Regions from separate parts of the Sus scrofa genome. Here all the other regions are linked to region 1. Evidence: chromatin contacts called from public Hi-C data. All regions are on one chromosome and are shown on one strand. The core of a region is the stretch at or near the end of the contact, and the rest is flanking DNA. Distances in the headings are between cores, read along the strand shown.

Evidence for each region. A called contact is a pair of places that touch in the nucleus more often than the background predicts.
Region 2: a Hi-C map of embryonic fibroblasts shows a contact between it and region 1, with 5 times the contacts expected there. The contact joins the promoter of ATP5O here to the promoter of MRPS6 in region 1. A contact is called at or near these places in 1 of 5 promoter capture datasets (liver), 15 of 47 Hi-C or Micro-C datasets (alveolar macrophages, blood, embryonic fibroblasts and 10 more) and 2 of 2 datasets of contacts at active chromatin or transcription factors (alveolar macrophages and skeletal muscle).
Region 3: a Hi-C map of embryonic fibroblasts shows a contact between it and region 1, with 2.0 times the contacts expected there. The contact joins the enhancer-like site here to the promoter of MRPS6 in region 1. A contact is called at or near these places in 12 of 47 Hi-C or Micro-C datasets (alveolar macrophages, embryonic fibroblasts, fetal heart ventricle and 9 more) and 1 of 2 datasets of contacts at active chromatin or transcription factors (alveolar macrophages).

The regions. Positions count from the first base shown.
Region 1 is chr13:197,685,712-197,690,543 of Sscrofa11.1, reverse strand. It overlaps MRPS6 (28S ribosomal protein S6, mitochondrial), which reads right to left and starts at 2,638. Exons shown (of 4, transcript XM_021069846.1): 1 at 2,428-2,638; 2 at 1,755-2,344. The coding sequence starts at 2,638. SLC5A3 (sodium/myo-inositol cotransporter) reads right to left here and starts at 1,912. Exons shown (of 2, transcript XM_005657149.3): 1 at 1,755-1,912.
Region 2 is chr13:197,517,426-197,522,257 of Sscrofa11.1, reverse strand. It overlaps ATP5O (ATP synthase, H+ transporting, mitochondrial F1 complex, O subunit), which reads left to right and starts at 2,728. Exons shown (of 7, transcript NM_001044606.2): 1 at 2,728-2,779; 2 at 4,197-4,247. The coding sequence starts at 2,744.
Region 3 is chr13:197,540,816-197,545,647 of Sscrofa11.1, reverse strand. No RefSeq gene overlaps it. Among named protein-coding and RNA genes, the nearest start is that of ATP5O, 24 kb to the right of the region's middle. Within about 2 kb of position 2,652, at least 35 of the 83 cell types and tissues checked have an H3K27ac peak or open chromatin away from gene starts, as enhancers often do. A contact at or near this core is called in alveolar macrophages and embryonic fibroblasts, where this site is marked.

The DNA.
Region 1 (4,832 bases), core at 1,389-3,888:
TAAAAAAATACATGCTCCACACCAAAGATCATGAATACTGGTTGTTACAGGATACAAAAACAGTTAAGTAACACACGTAAAGGAAATACATTTAACTAATATACCTGACGCCCTGTTAACAAATGCACAGTGCTTGGCAACTATGCTAAGGACAAAAAAAAAGTTCAGAGTTTTCACATCAAGGGTTTATGAAATGAACAAATACTACATCTATGCACCGACTCTTTCCTGATACCTGTTTCCTCCCTAAAACAAGGTGAAACAAAAGAAATTTCAATGACTGCACTTGCCAGGTTCTGATAAACTCTAAAAAGAATAAAAGGATAAGGGAGAACTTTAAACAATTTCCACATAATTAAATATGCTTCTTTTACGTTAACATGCTTTTTTCCCCTTCATTGTTTCTGCTCCCTTTTAGTAGTATATGCTAATACAGAGAAAGGAGAGCCAAGAAAGAGGTAATATTCAAAAGGCTAAACAATGCAATCTTACCATCTCCCAAATTCAGGGGGAATAAGCCTGGGGACACAATAGCGTGCCTCACCAGACTCTAGACCTGCTCAAGAGGCCCCGACTGGTATCCTTCCCCACTTTACAGTGTGCAAAGAACGAAACGACTGTCTATGCTCTGTGATTGGTGGTTTTTCAATGGCGCTTGGACCAAGACCCCAGGCTTTAAGTTCAACCAAACTCCTCAACAGCTCTTCTTCAAAACTGACCCAAAACATAAAAATGTGCCCAAACCAAGCCTCTGGCAATGTAAGGAGGCTACGTTTCTAAAGTTCGAACATAGTGGTTATTTTTTTTTGCTGTTATTATACCTGGAAGGAAGAAGGAAAAAAAAAAAAGCATATGCCACACTCTACGTTACCGAATCCACGGAAGAATGGGGATTTGGGCGACGGCTTGAGAAGTACCTGACCCAGAACAGAGAACGAAGAGCTGCCTCCAGGCCGCGGGTCCCCTGTCCTCGGCCACACCATTACCTGAAGTGAGCGGGCTGCAGGATCGCTTAGCATCCCTCCAAACCTGAAATCCCCTACCTCAAGAGCAATCAAAAGCAGGGGGAGCAAAGTTTCTTCCAGAAGGCGCACAAAAAAAGGCCACAACTTGGATGAATGAAACTGTGCTAAGGGCACCCGGAGCAGGATTTTCGCTGAAGTCAGAAAAAGAGAAGTCAAAAGATTTCTTTTAACATGAGAGCTGGTTCTACGCGACCGTGGTCCAGACAACTGCACAAACACGCTTTGCAGAAGGTTTTATTGAGCGCGGACAGTTCCGGGGCTGCCGGCGGGCGCTAGAGTGGAGGCGGCGGCGGCGAGGCGGAGGCAGAGGCGGGTGGGCGGCGGAGCTGCGCCGGAGCAGGCGGCGGCGGGGCCGGCGACGAGGCTGCTTCCCGACGGCGGGCGCGGGGCCGGACGCTGGCGCGTGTCCTCCCGCGGACCTTCCACTGGACCCCCGTGGGCTGCCCCGCCCCCAACCCCCGCCCGCCCGCCAGCCAGCCTGCCCGGCGGCCGCGTGCGAGGCACACCCTCCCGCGGCCGCGCTCCCGCGTCGGCACACCCCCGCCTCCCGCGCGCACGCGGCCTCGCCGAGCCGCCGGCCGGCCCCACGCGTCCCCTCGGCGCGGGCGCCCGCCGCCCGCCCGCGGCCCCGACCCCCTCCCGGCCGCGCGGGGAGAGCGGGGGGCGGCGGCCTAGCGGCCACTGGGACACCCGCGCGAGAAGGCGGGCTCTGAGGGGAAGGTCACTTACCCGCTGCATGGCTTTCAGAATCAAAGCCAGCTCGTAGCGGGGCATGCCCGAATGCACAGCGCGCGGCTCCTCACGGAACCGTCTCCCGGGATGAAAGAGGGCGGGAACCGCGGAGACCTGGCGGACCGCTGGACCGGAAGGCTCCCAGGCGGCGAAAGCACGCTCCGGCCGCGCGAGCCCGGGCTTAAAGGCTCTGGCAGCTGCGCAGACGGGCCGCCACGCCCCCTCGCCTAACCACGCCCCCCCGCGCGCCACGCCACGCCCCCTCCTTAAGGCGGCCGCGCCGCGCCCCCTCGACAGCCCCGCTCTCTGCGGTCGGCAGCCAGCGCGGGGACCAGCGCCCTGGCCAGGCAGCCACTGCAGCAGGGCAGCACCGCGGGTCCCCTCTGCGAGCTGCCAGCGGGAGCTGCACACGCCTCCGACCCTGCAGCTGCCGCTGCCGCCGCGCTTGCTACGTATGGTTCTCGAACCAGCTGGAACTTTCCATGCCTTCCGTCTCATCCTGGGCGATGAGCGAGCGAGCGTGCGCCCCCGTGTGCGCGTGCGCTGCGGTGCGGTCTGGTCTGTGCGCGCGCCCTTACCCCGCGACTCTTAAGCGTAAGGGGCCTGCCTTGTCGGTGACCACTGTTCTCTGCACGGGGTCTCTGCCGGACCCCAAGCTCTCGCCACCCACGGCCGCGCATCCGGGTTCCGGAACGTTCCCGCTTCGGTCTGCGCCCCCGCGCAGCGCCCGCGGGGTACACCCGGGGCGTACTGCCCCTCCCGCCTCTGCCCACAGCTCGGTGTTCTAGCGCAGCCGCTAGCGCGGCCTCCTGGGGCCCCTTCCCCAGCGTGGTGGGCGTCAGGCGCAGGCTGTGGGCCACCGGGCTCGGGTCGTATCCCATCCCTCGCCGGCTGCCTGACCTCGGGCAGGCTCTTAGGAAAAGGGGGATGTGAAGGACACCTCCTTCTCGTGATTGCGATGCCTCCGAGTAAGTTGATGCTCGTAAACCGCTGAGAAAGATGCCTGCACACACCAGCATTTGTTGTATGAGCACGGCCTGACCCACGTGTTGTTGTCAAGGGCAGGCTAATACTTGGGCTCGAACCAATATTCTTTAAATGTTTATTGGGCGTTCATTTAGGGAACAGGCTAAATGCTCGGTAAGTCATTTAGTAACCAACCATCTGGGATCGTGCGTGCCCTGGAAGGAGCAGTCTCTGGCCTTCCATCTTACTCCCACCCCCACCCTCCCCAAACACGCACACAGACCTCACCTCTCCCTCCAGCCTTTGGCTCTACTTTCCCTGGCCGGAGGTGTACTAAATGCATTGTTTTCCAGCTCCATTCCTTAAAGATTGATCTCCTTGCAACTGTCGTCCTCGCCCACGCTTGCCCCACAAAAGCGTCTATAGGCGAAGTATCTGTCAACTTTAGTGTTATAAGAAGTAAAACTTACTGAGCACTTATTACGCGTCAGGCAAGACACCACTTTAACGTGTGTCGCGTAAAATTCTCACAACAGCGCTATGAGGCAAGAACTATTATTAACCCCACCTAAGGGATTTAGAAATACAGGCTCGCAGAGGTTATGTAACTAGCCCCAGGTCAGATAGTAACAGACAAAATTTGGGTCCAGACTGTATGGAGGCTGGGCTTATACTCGCAGTCCAGCTTCCGGTTCTCCATTCGCACAAATTAATGTGCTGGTATTATTGGGTAGATTTACCATGTACTCTATGTAAACGAAGAATAGAGTCCCTTTGTACCTTATCCAGACAAATTATTATTTCTCATCCCCCACCTCCCATCCGCCGCCAAGATGAAGACGATTTGAACACAATCTCTTCTGTGATATATGGATTACATTTTCTTTTCCTGGACTTCACCACCACCCATATTTTTGCAAAAAGAAACAATACAGGTATCAATACAAATGACCTGGTGAGTGTAATTTAACTTTAGGTTAAAAAAAATAGAATATTGTAAATAAATAACAGAAGGAAGCAAGGAATTTCTGGGCCTTCAGAAGAGAGTTAGAGGTTTTGCAGGAAGGTCCCTTCTTCGGCTCCTCCCCTCGCCCCCCCCCCATCAACAACATGTCCCCCTTTGAATGAGAAAATAAGAACCGCAAAGGAATATGCCAAGCCAAAGACCAGGGCAATACCATGAATTGACTTCAACTTTTAGCATTTGCCCTTGGAAGTGCCATAGTTCCCCCTAAGGTGTCCAGAGGTGAGAGAATCTGGCTTCTTCCTCTATACCGCCCTCTAACCTGACAAATAGTGTAAGGAAATTGGCGAGACTGCACATTACTGCGGCACAATCAGCACCTCCAGCTCCCGCAATCTGGTGGCTGCTCAAGGGCTCATCCCATTTCTCCTGAAAAGGAGAAAAAGGAAACCTATATTCCTTTGATTATTTGAAATGCTGGTTACAACATGCCTCCTGCAGGTGAAATTTGTAAACAAGGAAGTATCCCATATTCTGTAGCTGTTCCATCTTTTTTTTTTTTTTTTCCTTTTTGGTTGTTAATAAACTTTACACACCCTCAACTTTTTTTTTTTTTTTTTAAGCACAGCAGCAAAATGCTTGGGGTGGGTTCAGTAAAAATTAATAACGAAATCTTAACGCTGCTGCAAACTTAGTGTCTTCCTACTGTAACTATAAACGTACGTTCACCAAAAAGATTTTTTAATTTTGTACTATATACAGTCATTATTTAGAATTATAAAACATTTCTTCAGTATTCATGTATTAATTTTCAAAATTACTCTGATACTTATGACTATGTTTAACCAAGAAGGTGAAATATTTATATATTGAAAACTACACAGCATTGATGAAAGAAATTAAAGCAAACTCAATTAAACGCAAAGATATCAAAAGAATTCTTTTTTTTTTTAGGGCTGCATGAACTCCCAGAAATTCTTTTTTTTTCCTTTGTTTTTTTATAGGGCCACATCTGAAGCATATGGAAGTTTCCAGATGAGGCAATGAATTGGAGCTGCACCTGTTGGCCTACACCACATCTACAGCAACATCCAATCTGACCACAGCTCACAGCCAAGCCAGATTCCTGACCCACTGATTGAGAC
Region 2 (4,832 bases), core at 1,479-3,978, 170 kb after region 1:
GTTGCACATAGAATATAAGGTCTGTGAAAGCAAGAACTTTGTCTTGCACCCTGCTGTACCTCCAGGGCACAGAAGAGCTGCCTGCACATAATAGCTGCTCAATAAAATGTGTTGCCTAATGAATATACTTTCCATTTAGACTTACTTAAAACGGTCTCTGAAAAGAGTTTGGAGAGGGAAGTAAAACAAAGGTTTTATGTGCTGCTAGTGAAAGTGTAAATTGGTTAAAAGTTTTGAAAAGAGCACGGCCTCTAAAAAGGAACAAAATAATGCCATTGGCAGAGTTCCCCTTGTGGCGCAGCAGAAATGAATCTGACTAGTAACCACGGTGTTGCAGGTTCCATCCCTGGCCTCGCTCAGAGAGTTAAGGATCCAGCGTTGCCCTGAGCTGTGGTGTAGGTCAGAGACACGGCTTGGATCCTGCATTGCTGTGGCTCTGGCATAGGCCAGCAGCTGTAGCTCTGGTTCAACCTCTAGCCTGGGAACTTCCATATGCCAGGGGTACAGCCCTAAAAAAGCAAAAAAAAAAAAAAGAAAAGGAAAAGAGCATGAGCTTATTTATCAAAGACTTTTAAAGTGTTCATACCTTCTCACCAAGTTCTGCCAGCCCTGGAAATCTATTTGGAAGTTATCCTAGGTGGGAAGAAAAAAGTTTGTGTCTAAAGATGCTCTGGAAATGCAGCATTGTTTTAAACGGGGAAAAAAGCAACCGTTTATTGTTCAAAAATCATTGAATGATCAAGTTATAGAATATCTACTTGATGGGTTATTCTGCAACATTAAAATTATGTTTATGATCATTTTCTCACTTGGAAACATGCTTATATTATATTGTAAGCATATATTTACAATCCACATATAATTTAGTATCTTTTTTCTTGTATTAAGGAAAAAGGCAAGACACTAAATTATGTAGATTGCGAATCTGTCTATGTAATAAAAACAAACACAAAATAAAGAATATTAGTGACTACCAGTCTGTCAGACAATTGCTCTGAATGCTAAATACATATGTGTGTATGTACATTCGTATGTATAGTTTATTTTTCCTAACACCCTGTAAGGTAGGTGCTATTATAATAACCACTTTACAGATAAGAAAACTGAAGCGCAGAGAAGTTATATAGTTGTGTCAAGGTCAATGAAAGGACTGGGATTCAAGACTGGGTAGACCAGGCCACTATCTGAAAAAGTAATGGGAGATAACGTACCAAATATTGACAACAGCTGCTTATGGGTGGTAGAAAAGAGGGCAATAACATTCCAGAAAAATAGATTCTGCCTTCTAACAAGTTTTTTGTAAGGATGAGAAAACTGCACTCAAATGTTCCCGTTGTGGCTCAGCGGTAACAAACCCCACTAGTATCCATGAGGACTCAGTTGGATTCCTGGCCCTGCACAGTGCGTCAGGATCCACCACTACCGTGGGCTGTGCTGTAGGTCGCAGACTCGGCTTTGCTGTGGCTGCGGTGTAGGCCAGCAGCTACAGCTCCCATTCAACCCCTAGCCTGGGAACTTCTATATGCTGCAGGTGAGCATTAAAAAAAGGCAAGAAAAAAGAAAACTGCAGTCAAAAAGTAAATTAATGACTTCATCTGTTTTCCTGTAGAAAAGAATAGATCTGAGTAGAAAAACACTTTTTAATTGACTATAGAACTCCATTACTGCAACTAGGGAATTCCAACCCTATAGAAGAGAAAATTAGAGTAAGTTCTGTTTAGGGGGAAATGGGGTGTAAAGAGGTTGTTTTTATAAATGCAGAGAGGAGTCGCCCCCCCCCGCCCCCGCCCCCGCCCCCTGTGGCTCAGGGGAAACCAATCTGACTAATATTCATGAAGATGCAGGTTTGATGCCTGGCTTCGCTCAGTGAGTTAAGAATCCAGCGTTGCCCTAAACTGTGGCGTAGATTGTGGACGCTGCTGAGATCTGACAGATATGGCGTGGCTGTGGCTAGACCAGCGGCTACAGCTCCCATCAGACCCCTAGCCTGGGAACCTCCATAACCTCCAATATGCAGGGGGTGCGGCCCTAAAAATACCAAAAAGTAATAATAATAATATAAATGCAGAGAAACTAACCAGAGCTAGTTTGGGGTTCTCAGTTTCAATGTCACACTTGCTCAAACCCCAGTTCTATTTTTAGGTCTGATTCTCAGATAATCACTCTGCTCTACCAGAAGGAAGTATTTAAACAGCAGACCCTCACATGCCTGCACAAACCAAGAGGTCAATGCTGTACTCAAGTGAGATGGGGCGAAGGTGGGACAGAGGTACTGGTCACAAAATGTCCCCTGCTAGAGCTATAAGGCCCGGGTTTGCGGGGTGGGGGTGGGGGTATACACAGTGCGCGGATCTACGCTCGATATACCCTTTGGGTAAGAAAGGTAAACACGCTAATGATGCTAGCGACGAAGGTGACATGGAATAAATGTCACCGTACTTATCCCAATGGAAATTTAAAACTAGTGGCAATACATCCATCCTACAGTAAAGGCCAGTTAGTAACGTATACACTTCATTTCCAGGGGCTGACCCAAACCACTAGCCCACCCCCAGCCCTGTAGGTTCCGCCCTGACCACCCGCTCCTAAGGACTACAGCTCCCAGCCTGAGGAAGATTCCTGCGCATGAGATTTGACGACCTAGGCCTACATTTCCCAGCAGCCGAGCGACTACGCTGACGCACGCATGCGCTCTCGTTCTCTCTCGCCAAGTAGGGTTTGACCTACAGCCTCCCAGGAGAAGATGGCCTCCCAAGCAGTGTCCGGGCTTTCCCGGCAGGTGAGAGAGAATGGCGGTGTTGAAAGCCAGCGGAAGGAACCCTCCTGGGGTGACCCATACCAGGCCTCTAAGCGCTACGGTTTGAGGCCACAGTTGGGGGAGCGTGGCTGCCGTTCAAGGTCGTGGGGCCAGGAGAGCGGGGGCGAGAGCAGGCAGCCGGACGGCCCGGCTTCCCCCCGGGATGCGCGCAGGGCGGTGGGCGCGGGGCTGCGCATGTCTGCATTTGGTGTCCTCAGAGCACACCCCTAGAAAGTAGCTGCTTTGAGGGGCACAGGAGAAGGGGGCTCCATCTTTGTCGTAGAGGTCACCAGTAATGCTAAGGAATATTTGTGAAACACATTCCACCTTTTTATAAAGAAAATGAGACCGAAAGGTTTAAATGACTCGTCCTTGGCTGCTGAGCGAATAAGGGGTAGAGCTGAGATTCGAACCCACAGAAGATAGAGTTTGAAAGAAAATTCGTGCTCTTCATACTGCATGATTCCTTACGTATAGCTTCCGTAAGGTTTCCTAAGTGTTACGGTCTGTTAATCCTCACAACCTTTCGAGTACATTCCAGAGCCGGGATTACTTGAAGGTGACCTGTGCCCTTGCAGGTGCTTTTTAAATTACGAATTCCAACTCTTGATAGACAAGGTGATACTGTCTCAACAATCTCAAGGTAGTATCTGCAAGATACTGGGATCTGTTCTCACAACAGACTGCTGGGTAACCCAAAGAATTCATCTTTATTTTCAGATAGCAGTTCGAGTCTAAGAAGGTACATCTCTTGCAAATCATTCCTGGAATCCTCCCACTTTTTATTAAAACCACGCCCAAGGGTAGTAATATAAATGCCAAAAGTCGCATTAAATTTTTTGGAACAGCGTGTTTCATTAAATTTGGTTTCTTCTCTCTGATACTGGTGTGCTAGCCTCAGCCTGTTTTAGTAAACTAGGAAGTGAGTGGGCCTGCAGTTTCCCAAGCTGCTGGGATGATTCTCAGTGGGGAAATTTACTCCTAGGCAAAAAAGAACAGCCCACCCTCGTGTAATCTGTGATGATACAAAGAAACACAAGAAACGAATCATTTAGGAGTTGCCGTTGTGGTGCAGCAGAAGCGAATCTGGCTAGTATCCATGAGGATGCAGGCTGCATCCCTGGCCTCACTCAGTGGGTCGGGGATCTGACGTTGCCGTGAGCTGTGGTGTAGATGGCAGACCCAGCTCAGATCTGGTGTTGCTGTGGCTGTGGTGTAGGCCAGCAGCTATAGCTCCAGTTTGACCCCTAGCCTGGGAACTTCCATATGCTGCAGGTGCAGCCCTAAAAAGAAAGAAACGAATCATTTAAATGTCATACTTACTGTTTTTTACTTTGGTTTAAGTGCAAAAATCCTTGAAGTAATCTCATTTGATCTCCTTTCTCTTTTCGTTGCTAAGGTGCGATGCTTCAGTACATCTGTGGTCAGGCCATTTGCCAAGCTTGTGAGGGTATGTCACCTTATTTTGTGATTATAAAGCAGATGAATGTGTGTGAGTCAGACACCAATACACGTAGGGCATGGATTCTGTATCATTCCGACTTGAACCTTTCTGCATGATTTGCGGTTCCCAAAACATGATGTGTTAGGGAACAAAACACATGTGTTGTGGTTCCCAAAACATGAGGGGCTAGGGAACAATGTAATGTTGAAGGCCTACTGTGCGACAGGCCCACACATAACTTTTAATTATGGGAATTTCTTAAAACCCCATAACAGTGGTGGGAAGTAGCTAGTTTTCCCATCTTTGCCAAAGAAGAAACAGCGTTTGGGAAGACTTTCCCAAAGTTATTCAGCTTAGTCTTAGAGCTGGACCGAAACGAAATCTCTCTCAGAGCCTAAGCTTTTCCACTATAATCGTACTACAGTACCACTCAGCATATGTAGTCATACTTGATGGTAGTGTGGTTTTAAATTCAGGAGTTTCCTGTTGGGGCGCAGCAGAAACGAATTTGACTAGTATCCATGAGGATGCGGGTGTGATCCCTGGCCTCACTCAGTGGGTCGGGGATCCAGTGTTGCTGTGAGCGATGGT
Region 3 (4,832 bases), core at 1,403-3,902, 140 kb after region 1:
GGCCCAGCTCAGTGGGCTAAAGATCCGGCATTGCCATGAATTATGGTGTAGGTCACAGACGGGGCTCAGACCTGGCGTTGCTGTGGCTGTGGCATAGGCCAGCAGCTGAAGCTCCAGTTCAACCCCTAGCCTGGGAACTGCCATATGCTGCAGGTGCGGTCCTAAAAAGACAACAACAACAAAAAAAGAGTTAACAGTTCTAGAGTATTCTGTGTGCCAGGTACTGTGCAAAGTGCTTTAAGTGGAGTATCCCATTTGTCTCAAAATAACCCCAAAGGTATATAGTAGTATCCCCATTTTCCCTGATGAGGAAACTGAGGCTCCAAGAGGTTATAGGATTTGCTGGAAGTGACACAGCCCAGTGATAAAGCCAGGACTGGAAAGCTAGTAAGTCTGGCTCATGTCATCAACCAGCATTCTGGATGTGACTATTTTGTCACTGATCCTGGGCTCTTAAGACCTATAGTGCAGATTGGGTCTGGCCTTGGGAGGAATCCTCTCCACCTCCTCGTGGTCCAGTGTTCCCATCTCCTTGGTGGGGACAGGAGGAAGAGAGAGCGTCCCTGGTAGGACTCCGGAGAGACCGCCTCATTGCTGCCACCAATGCAGCCCTCCCCATCCCCCTGGCCCTCCCAGATGCACTGGTGTGCCTACCTCCTAATTTCCTTGGCCCATCAGTCTTCTCCCTCAACTCTGAGCTGGAGTAAACCCAGACCCATCCCTTGCTCCTCTTCCCAAGGTCCTAAAGAGGAGTGGCAAGCCCAACTGACAGCAGGACTTGGCTGGCCCAGGCTAGAGCTGAAGGCTGTTCGCTTGCCTCTTCCTTGGCTGGGAACGTCCCTTCAAGGGGCATGGTTTCTCTAAGGGCACAGATTCTAGAGAGTGGAGAAGAGGGTCTTTAAATGTGGGAAATAGCACTTCTGGTGATACCTGAGGAAGGTTTGCTGGCACCCACCATCTTTGGTGGTTGTGGTTTAAAACCTAGAATTACTGTGACTCTGGTGTAGGCTGGTGGCTACAGCTCCGATTAGACCCCTAGCCCGGGAACCTCCATATGCCACGGGAGCGGCCCTAGAAAAGGCAAAAAGACAAAAAATAAATTAATTAATTAATTAATTAATTTAATTAAGTTAAATAAAACCTAGAATTAGAAAGTCACCATCAGATAAGGCATCTCATCTATTTCCTGTTTAGGAGCCCAGCCTTGAGTGGGCATTAGATGTAGTTCTTGCTTGAAGGCTTCAGAGCAGAGCGAGCGTAAAGCAGGCTAGCACTATCAGAGGAAAACCCCACAGTGTCATCCTCCCAGGCTCCTGGGGGCACATCCTTCAGCTTCATCAGGCCTCCAGTCAAATTCCAGGTCTTGGCATTCCCATTGTGACTCAGCAGGTTAAGAACCCAACATGGTACCCATGAGGATGCAGGTTCGATCCCTAGCCTTGCTCAGTGCGTTGAGGATCCTGTATTGCTGTGAGCCGTGGGGTCACCGATGCAGCTCAGATCCGCATTGCTGTGGCTTGTGGTGTAGGCCAGCAGCTGCAGCTCTGATTTGACCCCAGCCCAGGAACATCTACATGTCACAGGTGCAGCCCTAAAAAGAAAAGAAAAAAAAAAAAATTCCAGGCCTTGATCACATCAAAGTCTCGCAATCAACCAAATCTTCCTGCCAGGTAACCTTGTTCAGTTATAGAAGGAGGAACATCAGTCCCCCATAAGACCCCCCAAAGCCAAGATAACTTTAAGGAAGGGAATAGAGATCATAATGGGCCCAGAAAAAAAAAGATCACTGGGCCAGTAGCCTGAAAACTTAGAGCCCAACCCTATCAAGAAGCGTCGCTTTGGCAGTCTAACTGGATCCTGCCCTGATTCCGCTGGGAGAAGCAGGAGGATTAGAATCCCTTGTTGGGCTGCACCAGATTTTAAACCTCCTTTCAACTGGGAATCATCTGCAATTCTCTCAATCCTTATAATATCTGCCACCTAATAAATACTGGGAGCCAGGCATATGGAAGCGTTAACGCACTCAGCCCTCCCCATAGTGCAGGGAGGTGGTTTTTATTAACGTCTTTTTCAGAAGTGGGGAAAGAAGCTTGCCAAAGACACCAGAGCTGATAGGAGAAAGGAAAGGATTTGAATGTGGGTCTAACTCCAGTGCTGATCCTCTCCTGTCCACACTCTGCCTCTGGAACTCTATCCACTTACACAGCCTGCTGCCCCTTGAAAGGAAGTAAAAGGCACAGACAGATGGGACCCAGGTGGAGACTCTACCCAGAAAATGGGCACTTCCTGAGCAAAGGTGCCACAGTGACAGCCCTTGTGAACGGCAGCCTGCAAAGATTAACCACAGGGCTGTCTCCCATGTAGAAATAGGCTCCCTTTTGTCCACATAGCCCTACAGGCAAACAATAGCTCCATCACCCAGGAGACCACAGAAAAAAGGGAGGGAGAGAGATATGGACAGGACAGGGTGTAAACAAGATGCTGTATATGGGCAGAGAGAGAGAGAGAAAAAAAATGATGTAAAGGCAGAACACACCAGGATATTTGACGTGCAGGCTTTCAAAATTATGCCTCCATGCTTTATGTGAGGAGTGTACACAAATGAGGCTGTATTTTCAACTACGTCACATGCACTGCTTTGCAACCAAAAACAATATTTGTGCTTCATGTGCTGCCCCGTGGTGTTTTATACACAGAATCACCTGGCACAGGTCCTGTCCCCAAGATTCAAATTAACGTTTGCATGGGGGAGGGGTGCGAGGGGAGGTGGGGGAGGGAAGCAGGCGTGTTCTGCCGGCCACACTCGGGGCCACTGACATTGCCGGGCATGATGGATGCTGCCAGCGCTGTTGCCTAGCAACCCAATACCCTTCAAGAAAATTCAGCAGTCTCGCTGGCTCGATGAAGCAAACAGGGCTGGTTCGGCATGGCACTGGGCATGGAAAGACAATAGTGGTTTTGTTCCAGTTATGCATAATCCTTCTTTCTGATTTCCTGTATAGATCAACATACCTGAGGGGACGTGGAGCCCGGCGCGGGACTGGGGCTGGAAAAAGCCCAGGGTTTTTTAAATTACCTCCAAATCGGCTTCAGACACTAGTGGAATTTTACTGGCTGGTCCCATGATGCTCCTTCAATCCCCGGTCCTTTTCACAACATAAAGGCTGATCTCCACTACGTGACTCACCAGCATACCTCCAGATAGTTGTTTGTCAGCCCTGTCATGAGTCATGCTTTCTTCAGCTTTCTTTTCTCCTCCAAACTGAACCACTTGACATTTTAGAATGGGGTTGGGGGAAGGGGTTTGATTTTTTTTTTTTCTTGATGTCACTCCACGGCTTTGTGTGCGAGTGTGGGGGTGTGTGGGACGAGGTGAGTAATGGCTGGGAGAACAGGTAAACAGGACTGAGGTTCTCCACGCCATCAGCTGCCTGGAAAGTCACCAAGTGCGAGGATGCTGAAACGGAACGTCTCTGGGCTAGAAGGGACGGTACCCTGGTCAGCATTCTGCCTTCCACCCATTCCTTTCCAGCAGCCTGCTGCTCCCTTTCTCCCCAACAAAGAGCTCTGCTTCACTTTGTGCAGTGCAGATGACAGCATCATTATAAGGCTTTCAGAAAAATCCAGCAGGAGTTATAAGACACAAAGAAAACCGGGATTTTCAGATGAAAAAAAGAGAAGCGCATTTGCCACACAAATTGTGCTGGACCAAGAGTTTCCTGGTGGCTCAGTGGGTTAGGGAGCCAGCGTTATTGCTGCTGCAGCTCCAGTCACTGCTGTGGCTCAGGTTCAATCCCTGGCCCTGGACCTTCCACCTGCCATGGGTACATCCTCCAAAAAAAAAAAAAAAAAAAACTGTGCTCGGAGTTCCCATAATGGCACAGTGGAAATGAATCCATGAGGATTGCGGGTTCAATCCCTGGCCTCGCTCTGTGTTTTGGGATCCAGTGTTGCCATGAGCTATGGTGTAATTTGCAGACACAGCTTGGATCTGGCGTTGCTGTGGCTGTGATATAGGCCGGCAGATTGTAGCTCCAATTAGGCCCCTAGCCTGGGAACCTCCATATGCACCAGGAGTGGCCCTAAAAAGCAAAAAAAAAAAAAAAAAAAACAAAACAAAAAAATTGTGCTGGACCAGACAGACCACAGGATCCCTGGGTTCAGGTTCTGATTCTGACATTTATTGAGCATGGGACGAACGTCTGCTTATTTTGCACGGCCCAGCACACATCTCATCTTCTCCATGAAGCTCTCGGCCTCTTAGATATATTCACTTAGATATTTATCTTTGAGTGAATTTCACATCTGTTTAGATATTTTCCTCCCAGAGTGTGAGCACCTCCAAGTCAGACACTGTTTTGTGTACCTGCATCACATCAGCTTAGCACCACAGCAGATAGATAGCAGATGCTCGGTTCATGCTTCCTGTTTGGAGGAGAGATAGATAAATGAAAGAATTGATTAACCACTCCAATAACTAAATCCAATTAACCCCTTGGAACCCTATTTGTTTCTATACTTAATGTCCACTCACACAAAAGGAATGAGGATCTAGGAGTTGCCAATGAAAGCATTTCGAACATTACACAACAGCACGTTACTAAAAAGCATTATTGGAGGAGTTCTCATTGTAGCAGAGTGGAAACAATCTGACTAGTATCCATGAGGATGCGGGTTCGATCCCTGTCCTTGCTCAGTGGGTTGGGGATCCAACATTGCCATGAGCTGTGGTGTAGGTTGCAGATGCAGCTTGGATCCCAAGTTAGGCTGGCAGCTGCAGTTCTGACTCAACCCCTAGTCTGGGAACTTCTATATGCTGCACATGTGGCCCT